Linked DNA regions of Arabidopsis thaliana: region 2 is linked to region 1. The links are chromatin contacts, called in public ChIA-PET maps. All regions are on one chromosome and are shown on one strand. The core of a region is the stretch at or near the end of the contact, and the rest is flanking DNA. Distances in the headings are between cores, read along the strand shown. Region 1 holds the start of SAUR21 (ARM repeat superfamily protein). Region 2 holds the start of AT5G01950 (Leucine-rich repeat protein kinase family protein).

Region 1 (5,638 bases), core at 2,314-4,813:
TCTTATATTTTCCTCTTCATCAATTTTAAACTCCAACTAAAGAATCTGTCAAATTGAAACCAAAAATAATAATATTACAGAGACACAAATTTGCCAACTTATTCATGGTCATTTTATACACGTTTAAACAAACAAACAAAAAATAACACGTTACATCTCTATGTATTTGTTCTCTGCCATGGTTAACTGATGGTTGTAAAAAGTTACAGAACAGCTTTTCCTTAAACATCAACTACTCTGCTTCGATGAAAAACTCCAACCTCACTCTTTGGTTTGAACATATTTCTTGTCTCTCACTCCGCTTCATAAATTCTCAACACCGTCACTCTTTTCCTCAAATGTGTTTTCTGGTTTTGTAATAGTTCTGTAATAAAATTAACCGTTTAAAAAAGAGGGAAAGGAAGAAGAAGATATTTTATTTAATGCTTCGAAAGATCCAAAACGTAAAAAAACAACAAACAAAAAGGTTTGCTTCTCTAGGAAGAAAGATTGTTGCTATTTGCAATCAGTTCCATTTCCAATCATCATCACTCCTTTAGGAACATGCTTGTGTGTATATCTCTTGTGGATTTGCTCTGTCTTTTGTGTTGAAATTTTGTGCCAATTCTTTTGTCTCTTTATTCACACACATATGATAACTCTAATATGCTTTCAAGATTTTTATTAGTTCCTGTCAAAACACTAGTTATGAGTTATGAGAGATTAGTAAACAACATCATAACACTGTGTAAAGTTCATCCAGTAAAAGGGAAAAAATCTCTCGTTCTTTTCTCGAATTTACATTTACAATTGCAGCTTTTAATACTTTGTAAAAGAATCAATTTCTTTTCAAATCATCAGGAAAGAAAAAAAAAACATTTAAACTTTACACAAGAAGAAGAGGGGAAAACAAAAAAATGAAAAATCATAAAACTGGACTAAAAATCCTACTTGGCGTTGGCACTACAATGCTCTGCGTTTCCGCCGCCGTGTTATGGGTATCTCCGGCGGCCCACCGTCTTAGATATCTCATCAATGACGCCGCTTTCCTCCCTCCCCTGGCCGTTCCAGCTCCTATCATCTCCCATATAACCCTCTCTATCCCTGGAATAGCCGCCATCTCCGCCACTAGCTCCGACCCTCCTTTCCGACACATCGTGACCAGCGTTGCCGCCGCACTCTCCCTTGTGGTATCCGCTCCTTCTCTCATCACCTCCCCCAAAAGTCGAATCAAACTGAAAGCGGCAGAAACCGCCATGAGTCCTCCCCTCCTGACCACCGCCTCCACGACAGCCACCGCTTCCTCCGGTAGCTCCTGGAATGCATCTCCTGCGGCTCCCATTACCCCAGCCTCAACGAACCTCCCCACGTTCTCTCTCTCAGCCACCAGGTTTAGGATCGCCACGAGCGCGTCTCTCTTAGAGCTGGTGGGGCCCTGCTTAGCCAAGTCAACCAATCCGCTTACGACACGTGCTTTTCTCCCGAGTCTTCTTCTGTATGCCGAGACGCCCGCCAAACTGAACAATGTCGCGGCTGCGTTAGCCTTAGCCTCCCACGTGGCACCCGAACGAAGAACCTCGATGACGCCGTTTAAAGCTCCGTCAGTTTCCATGATCCTCGTTTTGTTCTGTTCCAGGATGGATAGGTTTAGGATCGTCGTAACGGCGTTTATCTGAAGGCTCGGGCACTCTGTGGCTAGATAACGAACCAGCTTGGGTATGGCTCCAGCCTCGGCTATGCAGGCTCGGGCCACAGTATCTGACTTTGCGAGCGCCCGGAGCTCGAACACGACACCGTTAGAATCTGCCACGGAGAGCTTCTCGATGAGAAACGAAACCATCATCTTCGTAAACTCCACCGCCTCCTTGCACGGCGCAGGTTCTCCGCCGCCGTCACCGTATAATTCGAACGGTATCTTCTGATCGCGGCACCACAAAACGATGAGGTTCTTCAAGGCACGGTTAGGTACGAGGCTGGTGTGTTTGAGGACTTGACCTGTTTTCGGACACGTGTTATGCCCCGATTGGATCCAAAGATCGATGGACTCTCTATCGTATGTTTGACCGGTGGCAACCACCACCGGATCCCGCATCAGCTCGAGGGTGATCGGACACCGGAAATCCGCGGGGATGTTAGCGTCAGATAAGGATTGGTGGCGGCGGAAATCTGGAGCCGGCGTGGAGGGACCGTATAAGACGCACTTAGAGTAACGGACGAGTCCGATAAGAGAGGCGGCTGCGGATTTGGATCTGTCGTCGATCTGATCCTGAATCTCGTCTTCCAATCTCTGAATTTCGTCGGTCAAACTAGCAGAATCGGATAAACCAAGGTCGTTGAAAATCTTGATGAGAGTAGAGTGATCCGGTGAGATCTGGTGCTTGATCCCGGCGATTGTATCGGTGACTTTACGACGGAGAGCAACGTCGCGGGCGTCGACGAACTGAACAGAATCGGAGCATTGTTTTGTAAGGAGAGAGATGAGATCTTGGGCGTCGTCGCTGAGGTCAAAGTCATGGAGCGGTAAAATATCAAGAACGGTGGATAAATCGGTGACAAGCTCGTGAAAGTTGAAGGCAACGATGTCGATCTGCAAGAGTAGCCAGAGTTTGCTAACACGAGAACAGTCATCGATCAAAGACTTGATACGTTGCATAACGATTTGCATTTCTTCGAAGCAGAGATGAGCGGATTGAGAGTAGACGACAAGTTGGGAACGAGGGAGAAGAAGCTCATCGAAGACGGAAGCTAATATCTTCACTTTGCGAATGAGGGAGAGAGAATTGCGTCGGAGAATGAATGGGAGAGGCTGCATAGAAGAAATCTCATGAGACGCCAGAAACAGAGACCGAGTCAGTTTGGTATCTGAAGAAAGCTTCGGAGATTCGAATGACCCGACGACCAAAGGGCGACGTTTTCTCGCCGGAGAAGGAGAATCAAGAGTAACAGCCATTGATGAGGAAGAAAGACTTTTGTTTAGGAATGGAAAAGAGAAAAGGAAGAAGAAAGAAAGAAAGAGAGCTCTAAGCTCTTGTTGGTTGTAGTTGTTGGTTTGTTACACGGAGAGAGGAGCTGGCGTTTCAAATTTTCCTTTGGTTAAAGTTATTTAATTGGAAGAAAAAGTCGTAACGGAAGAAGAGACGACGGTGGACGGAGCCGTCAGAAGAAGTCAGTCAGTCGCAGAGAGGACAAAGCCGCCTTACAGAGGAGCACGAGAGGCGAGAGGTCAAACATTCCCTTCTCTTTTGACTTTTTCTCTTATGGTAATGTTTTTTTGGCCGAAATTAGACCAAACCCAATTTTTATTTCACAACTAACCCATAGGCCATAACTTAGCTTAGTTTTAATCTAAAACCAGTTTTATCTAATGACTGCTTTGGATTTTCTTCCATAACTACAGTTTTTTAGAATAACACACGCCTACACGCCTCGTGAGTTGTCGAGCAACACTGATTACAATATATAAGAAATGTAAGAATGAAGATAAGGTCTTCGTTTTGGTGACATAAGAATGCAACAGTTGGTACAAGTTTGTTAGAGAGAATTGATCTCGTCTTCTCTTTTTCAATATATTTAAATTATATATACTCACATAACTAATCATTCTAATTTTTTCATAATTTATAATTGAATCTGCTCTGCTGGCTCTCTCCACTTTCCGGTGAATTATTGAATACTAGTAGTATTTCTCAAATTATATAACAAAATGTTTCCATTACCAAAGTTACCTTTCCTTTTATTTTAAACGAGTAGTTTCCCTTTAAAGCAAATTATGAGATGTTTGCATTTTTAAAATTTTACACAAAAAAATTATTGTTTAAATTTTTTTTTTTCTTGTTGTTGTTGTCAACCAAAGAAAAGATCCACATAACAAATCAAGAATCATCACGCACTTCTCAGTGTCAATTTAATATAATGGCTATTGGGTATCTATTTAAATAGTTGAAAATTGAGAAACAATAGAATGTAGCTTATATGGATTGCAATGGCACCACTCATACGCAATGCCTTGATGTACAGACTTAAAAAATTGGATTAATTATTGTAATAATGTCTACAAAGTTCCAATATCTATATTGCTTTTTTATATCGATCAACTCACATCTTATACGTTTTTATTAAAACTATTGGACATGGGAACATTGAATTTCTTATTCTAAGTTTATGATTTTTGGTAGGGATGATGTTATTTTTGTTTTGGGTCTAAATCCAACACTAGGCTGAATAATTATTATAACACAAATAGTTTATTGAATTCTATCTCGGACCCAAAAAAATAAATAGCAAAGCATTTGGGCCAATAAAATAAAGGGAATACATTTGGGCTTTCTTATGAGATTAAATTGATTAATAGTTCCGTCGTGAGGGCTAATAATATACAAGAACAAAGAACTTTGGGCCATTTAATATGTATAGAAGCATTTATTGGGCTTTTCGAGGATATATAATTAGTGTTGTTGATACTGCAGCTAAATGTCTTGGAACTGTTCATACTTCATAGGCTGTGTAACGGAGCCAATTTGTGTCTAATCTTTTAAAAAATACTAATTTGTTGTTACTACCTTAAACGTGTTTGAAAAGCCTGTAGTGATCGGGTTTGATCAATGATTACATCATGGACTTCTACAGATTATTCACGTTGTTCCATTATTTATCTTTTCAACCCAGGGAAAGTTTGGGTTAATGGTTTATAATCTTTTTTTTTAGTGCAGAATCAACATTTGATAATAGTAGTGATGGATCAATGAACCTGAAATTGTAGGATTAAATCAATAATTTTAACAGTTGAAGGTTGAAACCATGTTTTTTTGTTTCTGCTGGAATTTCATAAATGTAGTATATAATTATCTTTGCGTTATTTTTTTTTGGTTGTTGTATATAATTAACTTCGACTATTTACTTTATTATCTATTGCAATTCATATATACTCACATCACCGTATGTGGGGACTTCATTACGTAAGATTATTCTAATTCACTAACACTTATTTTTTGGTCAACAGTAAGCAATCTCACGATCAATGAGTGCCTCCTTCAGCGTTGTCATCTGATTTGTATATTACGCGATGCCCATAAACTATATGATAAAAAAACATACATTTAGTTAGTTAAATATGCACATCACCGTTTAATTATTTGCGAGGAAGCAGACAAAATTATCCCGACTTATGCTGACTCACTCCACATACTCGACACAATTCTTTAAGTCCATATAAAAATTACTTCAACGTGTATATATGTATTGATTTTTATTTAATATATATGAAAATGGTTCATAATAAGAACCAGATATCGAAGAGATTTCACCATCAAGGTATCGTCAGACCAAACATATGATATAAGCATTATTTAGTTTTATACTAGTATTTCTTGCACTTGAACCTGGACACAAAATCAATTTACTTGGCACACGTTAAAAGATACAAATAAATGAATAATTAATAATTGTAACAATAAATGTTGAGAAATAAGTAAATAGCGAAAGCAAGGAATGGATCGGAGAATATGCAGAAACCTAACCATGCATGTTCCCTGTGTCCCCATGGGATACTTTAATTGATGCGGGCTCTCCTTTTTGGACCTTGGATGTGTGGTCCTTGATCAACTAATCTCCTACTATTAAAACAAATAAAGAAACCCATTTAGAGAAAATGTTGTCGGAA
Region 2 (5,216 bases), core at 120-2,619, 50 kb before region 1:
AGGCAGCATGATTAAGGGATACAAGAGGTCATCCTTCCGAAACCACCAATAAACACCAACAACATGGGCCGTAAATGCTACAGAGATTCCAATTAATGCCGAGATATGCCTCTCACCCTGAAATCATTAAAAGAGACTTAAGACTGACCCATTTGAACATTGAATGGGAAAAGAAACAAGTAAAAGCAAAAGAAAACCTTCAAAGCTGTTTGCTTCTTGAGAATATCATTTGACTTGAACATGACAGCAGCAATCCAAATGGCGACAAAGAACCCTGAGAGAGAGATAGCAGGAGGAAAAGTCAAATAGCAGGAGGAAATCATCAGAAAAGACACGAGAGAGAGAGATATGAAATAGTACCCTGCAAATGCTGGCGGATAAAAACAACCAACAGAAGCAAAGAAAAGGGAAGAATTTGCTCAATCCAGCGTGCAGCCTGCTGAATATCATATCTTTGGTAAGGCGAATCCCGGGAAGCGGCGTCTCCAGCAGCAGGATCACCTGGAGCAGCCTGAGAGGCACCTTCTGAAGCACCTCCCATGGGATCAACCTGAGTAGCAGAAGAACCCAAGAGTTCAGAGTGTCCGGGTTCCCTCAGAGCATTGGTATCAGTTTCAGCATCCTGCTCGGTGTTGCCAATGATCCTAATGGCAACCTCCCCATTGGAGAGTCCTGAAGAATCATCACTAACAAGCGTCTCAGCCTCATGACTAGGACTTGGCCTAGCTCGAAAGAGACCCGAATACTCTAACAAGGTAGAAATAGGGGCCTGGATGATGTTAGAAGCAGAGAGGATGGAGTTTCTACGAGGAGAACCCCTAAATGAATCATGACTGGCGCCGGGCGTTTCCATTTAAGAAAACCCTAAAAGCATATATGAAGATGATTAGCTAACAGTGGTGGAAAGAAAACGCGTTTTCCAAAAAACAAAAAAAAAGAGTACCTGCAACGACGAGAAGCAATAGAAGAAAGCTTAGGGTGAAATCAAAATCGTATTTAGCTCATATCGTGTAAGAAACCCTAAAGGCAATGAATAAGAGGGGAAATGAATGAAGAAGAAGAAGAATAGAGTCAAAAAGGGTAGAGGCGATCGCCAAGACTAGGATCGAGCCACGGAGTCTTTCCTAAAAAGGGATTGAGCTAAACGGAACCCAGGGGAAGAAGACAAAGGAGATCCGGCGAGCTGCGGAAAGAGAGAGAGAGAGGGGACGGAATTGTCTTGTCTCGTCTGTGTGTGAATCAAATCAACGGTTGAGAGTTTTTTAGTTGGACGAATTGCATTGTGGATTTAATCCAAAGGGTTGGTTGACTTAAAGGAAGCGACGACAGTCTTCTCTAAATGGGCAGCCTATTAAATACATTATGGGCCTTATAACCTAAATGGGCTTTAATGCAAGCCTACTAAAATAACATGCGTGACTACAGCCCCCAGCCATTGGGGAGGAATAAAATATCTCTCTCTCTCTCTGAGACTCTGACTGAGAAGAAAGAAAGAAGTTGACTGACATGAGAAGAAAGGGACAAGAGCGCGTCTCGAAACGCCGTCAATGTTGGGTTGCTGATACTAATAAATGCAGGCTAATGGCTAAAGGGGTTTCTTTCTTTCTACTTTCTACTTTACTATTGGTCAAAAAGGCTCACACACACGAGGGTACTTGTGGAGCAGGTAGGTAGAGTCAACCCAGTTCCGAATTATGACCACGGAAGAAGGTTTAAGCTTTTTAAAATGGCAGACAAGTCAAGATCAAACCTAGCAAACACCCATCAAGGTCATTTCTTCCCCCCTTTTCTCTCTCGATTAATTGCATCATTTTCCCGATGTTTTGATTTGATCTGCATTGCCGTCTGCATATTTTGACTTCTCTCGCCCGTTTCAGGGATTTTGCCATCCCAGAAGCTTTCTCTTATCCGCTTGCCTTTTTGGAAAATTCTCTTAGGGAACTAGTACTAGTATTGCTGATCTCAATAGTGAGGTAATGATCTTGTCTTTGAGCTATTGAATTGCGTGGGGTTGAATTTTAGACCTGCTGTGTCTATTTCTGTCTTAAATACGAGCTCCTTGTGCGCTTGGATATTTGGTCTCAGTCTATATTTATCTGCTTCTTACGCTGTTACGCTTTCCAAAGGCACCATGGTGTTCCCTCAAAGACTCTATCTACATGCGCTCCTTGTTGCCTGTTGTTGCGTCCTTCTGCTTGCCGATGCTCAAAGAACCCACCCTTCAGAAGTCACTGCTTTACGATCTGTTAAAAGAAGTCTACTTGACCCTAAAGATTATTTGAGAAACTGGAATAGAGGCGACCCTTGCAGATCAAATTGGACTGGAGTTATCTGCTTTAATGAGATTGGTACTGACGACTACCTGCATGTCCGAGAACTGTATGAATTTGCTTCTTTTTTTTCTTCTTATGTACCTTCTTGCTTTCGCTGTTAGTCTGCTTGTATATATGCTGGAGTTAACTAAAAGGCTTTACTTTTGGGAGAAGCTGGTTCAGTTGTCTTTTTTTTTTCTCTTTTCTCGGAACAGTTGCTTACATGACCAGATATTCCTTCCCTGATCCTTCCTTTTATTGCCAAGCAGCCTGCTGATGAATATGAATCTCTCCGGGACTTTGTCACCAGAGCTCCAAAAATTAGCTCATCTCGAAATATTGTAAGTTTCAACATGTAAAGCTTTGCAAAGTGTTTATTTTGGAACGCCCTATATTTTGGTTACACTACTGACTGTCTAATATTTCTTTCGTGTGGCATCTATGAAGAGATTTCATGTGGAATAATATAAGTGGTTCAATTCCAAACGAGATAGGACAGATATCATCCCTGGTACTCTTGTAAGTTGGACCTACCTGATAAATAATCATTGCTCTAGATGGAACAATTTTTTATAAGCATGTGTGTTCCTTTTCTTTATCTTCTGATTCTGTAACCTGTGGGCAGGCTGCTGAATGGAAACAAACTTTCAGGGACTTTACCAAGCGAACTCGGGTATCTTTCGAACTTGAACAGGTTCCAGATAGATGAGAATAACATCACAGGACCAATACCAAAGTCCTTTTCCAACTTGAAAAAAGTGAAACATCTGTGAGTCTGAACATCAAGCCAGACAGTGATATCAAACTGAGACGCAGCTTTTTCAATATCATCTCATATATTTTTCTTTTGGCCTTGTACAGTCACTTCAACAATAATTCGTTGACCGGCCAGATTCCAGTTGAGCTTTCCAATCTTACTAACATCTTTCATGTGTGAGTCATTGCCACGATGTTGCCACTGTTCCCATGATTTGTTACATCATGATGGTTAAAGGGGTCAAACTAATTTTACAGGCTGCTAGACAACAATAAATTATCTGGAAATCTTCCACCACAACTCTCTGCATTGCCAAACCTGCAAATCCTGTATGTTTCTCGATTGTGTGTTTTACCTCGTTCTACAAGTAATTTGTTTGATTTATGGTTATTGTCCTCAATTTCAGGCAACTTGATAATAACAACTTCAGTGGATCCGATATCCCAGCTTCCTATGGAAACTTTTCGAATATTCTAAAGCTGTAAGTTTCAGGCCACTGTTATCTTTAAAGTCCTTGTTTGATTGTTTCATTTAGAAGATTATAGAGAGAACTTATTATGTTTGTTCGTCTTTTTGTACTTACAGGAGTCTTAGAAATTGTAGTTTGAAAGGGGCACTTCCTGATTTTAGCAAGATACGTCATCTCAAATACTTGTAAGTTCTGATCAATCTCAATGCATGTATTCTCTTTCCAGTGTTGTGAATGTGTTTGTGCTTCTTGTTCGCTACAGGGATCTTAGCTGGAATGAACTCACAGGACCTATACCTTCCTCTAATTTTTCTAAGGATGTGACAACCATGTATGCTTTTTACAGTTGTTATTTATGTTTCCTTTATTCTTAACCGACTTTCAATTGCGTTTAGACGTACACCTTACTGCTTTGGGTTTTGTACTGGTTAATTTACAGTAATTTATCAAACAACATACTTAACGGATCCATCCCGCAGAGCTTCTCAGATCTCCCTTTACTTCAGATGCTGTAAGTTTTTATGTTTATGTTTCTTTATATCCAAAATGAATAAGCTTGTGAGTAGCAATGTTGACTTAGCAAATAAAAATCTCATCTTCTGCAGATTGCTGAAAAACAATATGTTATCTGGATCTGTCCCTGATTCCCTTTGGAAGAATATCTCTTTTCCGAAGAAAGCTAGACTTCTACTGTAAAGTCATTGTATCCCTACTTCACTTACATTCACTTGCAGTTTATCAACTTCTCTAATTTTCCTGTTTTCTCTCAATTCCTACAGTGATCTTAGGAATAATTCTCTGTCACGTGTTCAAGGAGATCTAACTCCTCCACAAAATGTCACTTTAAGGTATGTGTACCTTGGCTAGCTTTTTCATTGTTTCTGTCTTGAATGCTTATTACAGAAAGTTTAATTAATCTCCAGGCTTGATGGCAATCTGATCTGCACTAATGGAAGCATATCAAACGCAAACCTATTCTGTGAGTCCAAAGGCAAAGAGTGGATATCACTACCAAACAATTCAACCAATTCTGCACTGGACTGTCCTCCTCTTGCCTGTCCCACTCCTGACTTCTACGAATACAGTCCAGCATCCCCATTACGATGCTTTTGTGCAGCGCCTCTTAGAATTGGATATCGTCTCAAAAGTCCTAGTTTCTCATACTTCCCTCCATATATTGATCAATTTGGCGAGTATGTTACCGATTTCCTTCAAATGGAACCATATCAACTCTGGATCGACTCATATCAATGGGAGAAAGGGCCTCGTCTGAGGATGTATCTGAAACTTTTTCCGAAAGTTAATGAAACCTATACAAGAACATTTAACGAGAGTGAAGTTCTCAGAATCCGAGGCATATTCGCTTCATGGAGATTTCCTGGTAGTGACTTATTTGGCCCGTATGAACTGCTCAACTTCACTCTGCAGGGGCCTTATTCATATGGTGTGCCTTTTTAGCCTAATAAGTGTTTTTTACCCAAGTAGATCTAGACTGACTGCTAAGAGCTAAGTGAAAGTCTTCTTTATCTCCTCTCAGTTAACTTCAACAGTGAAAGGAAAGGCGTCAGCTGGCGACGATTGGCAGCAATAACTGCAGGGGCTGTGGTGACTGCTGTTGCGATATCCGCTGTGGTTGCAGCCTTGTTGCTTAGAAGATACAGCAAGCACGAGCGAGAGA

What was found. ChIA-PET counts read pairs in DNA pulled down with a chosen protein or histone mark.
Region 2: a contact with region 1 is called in an H3K4me3 ChIA-PET map of shoot, with 17 read pairs. The contact joins the promoter of AT5G01950 here to the promoter of SAUR21 in region 1. A contact is called at or near these places in 2 of 26 Hi-C or Micro-C datasets (callus and root) and 1 of 2 datasets of contacts at active chromatin or transcription factors (shoot).

Annotation. Positions count from the first base shown.
Region 1 is chr5:318,274-323,911 of TAIR10.1, reverse strand. It overlaps SAUR21 (ARM repeat superfamily protein), which reads right to left and starts at 3,563. Exons shown (of 1, transcript NM_120261.4): 1 at 699-3,563. The coding sequence starts at 2,929. The coding sequence ends at 905. AT5G00800 (a long non-coding RNA gene) reads right to left here. Exons shown (of 2, transcript NR_142435.1): 2 at 5,437-5,582. It overlaps AT5G00795 (a long non-coding RNA gene), which reads left to right and starts at 5,506. Exons shown (of 1, transcript NR_142434.1): 1 at 5,506-5,638.
Region 2 is chr5:366,448-371,663 of TAIR10.1, reverse strand. AT5G01950 (Leucine-rich repeat protein kinase family protein) reads left to right here and starts at 1,369. Exons shown (of 20, transcript NM_120273.4): 1 at 1,369-1,769; 2 at 1,878-1,973; 3 at 2,127-2,379; 4 at 2,582-2,653; 5 at 2,760-2,831; 6 at 2,938-3,081; 7 at 3,174-3,245; 8 at 3,327-3,398; 9 at 3,476-3,550; 10 at 3,655-3,723; 11 at 3,801-3,869; 12 at 3,978-4,049; 13 at 4,144-4,230; 14 at 4,318-4,386; 2 more. The coding sequence starts at 2,132. It overlaps AT5G01960 (RING/U-box superfamily protein), which reads right to left and starts at 1,425. Exons shown (of 9, transcript NM_120274.4): 1 at 944-1,425; 2 at 361-864; 3 at 198-274; 4 at 1-117. The coding sequence starts at 853.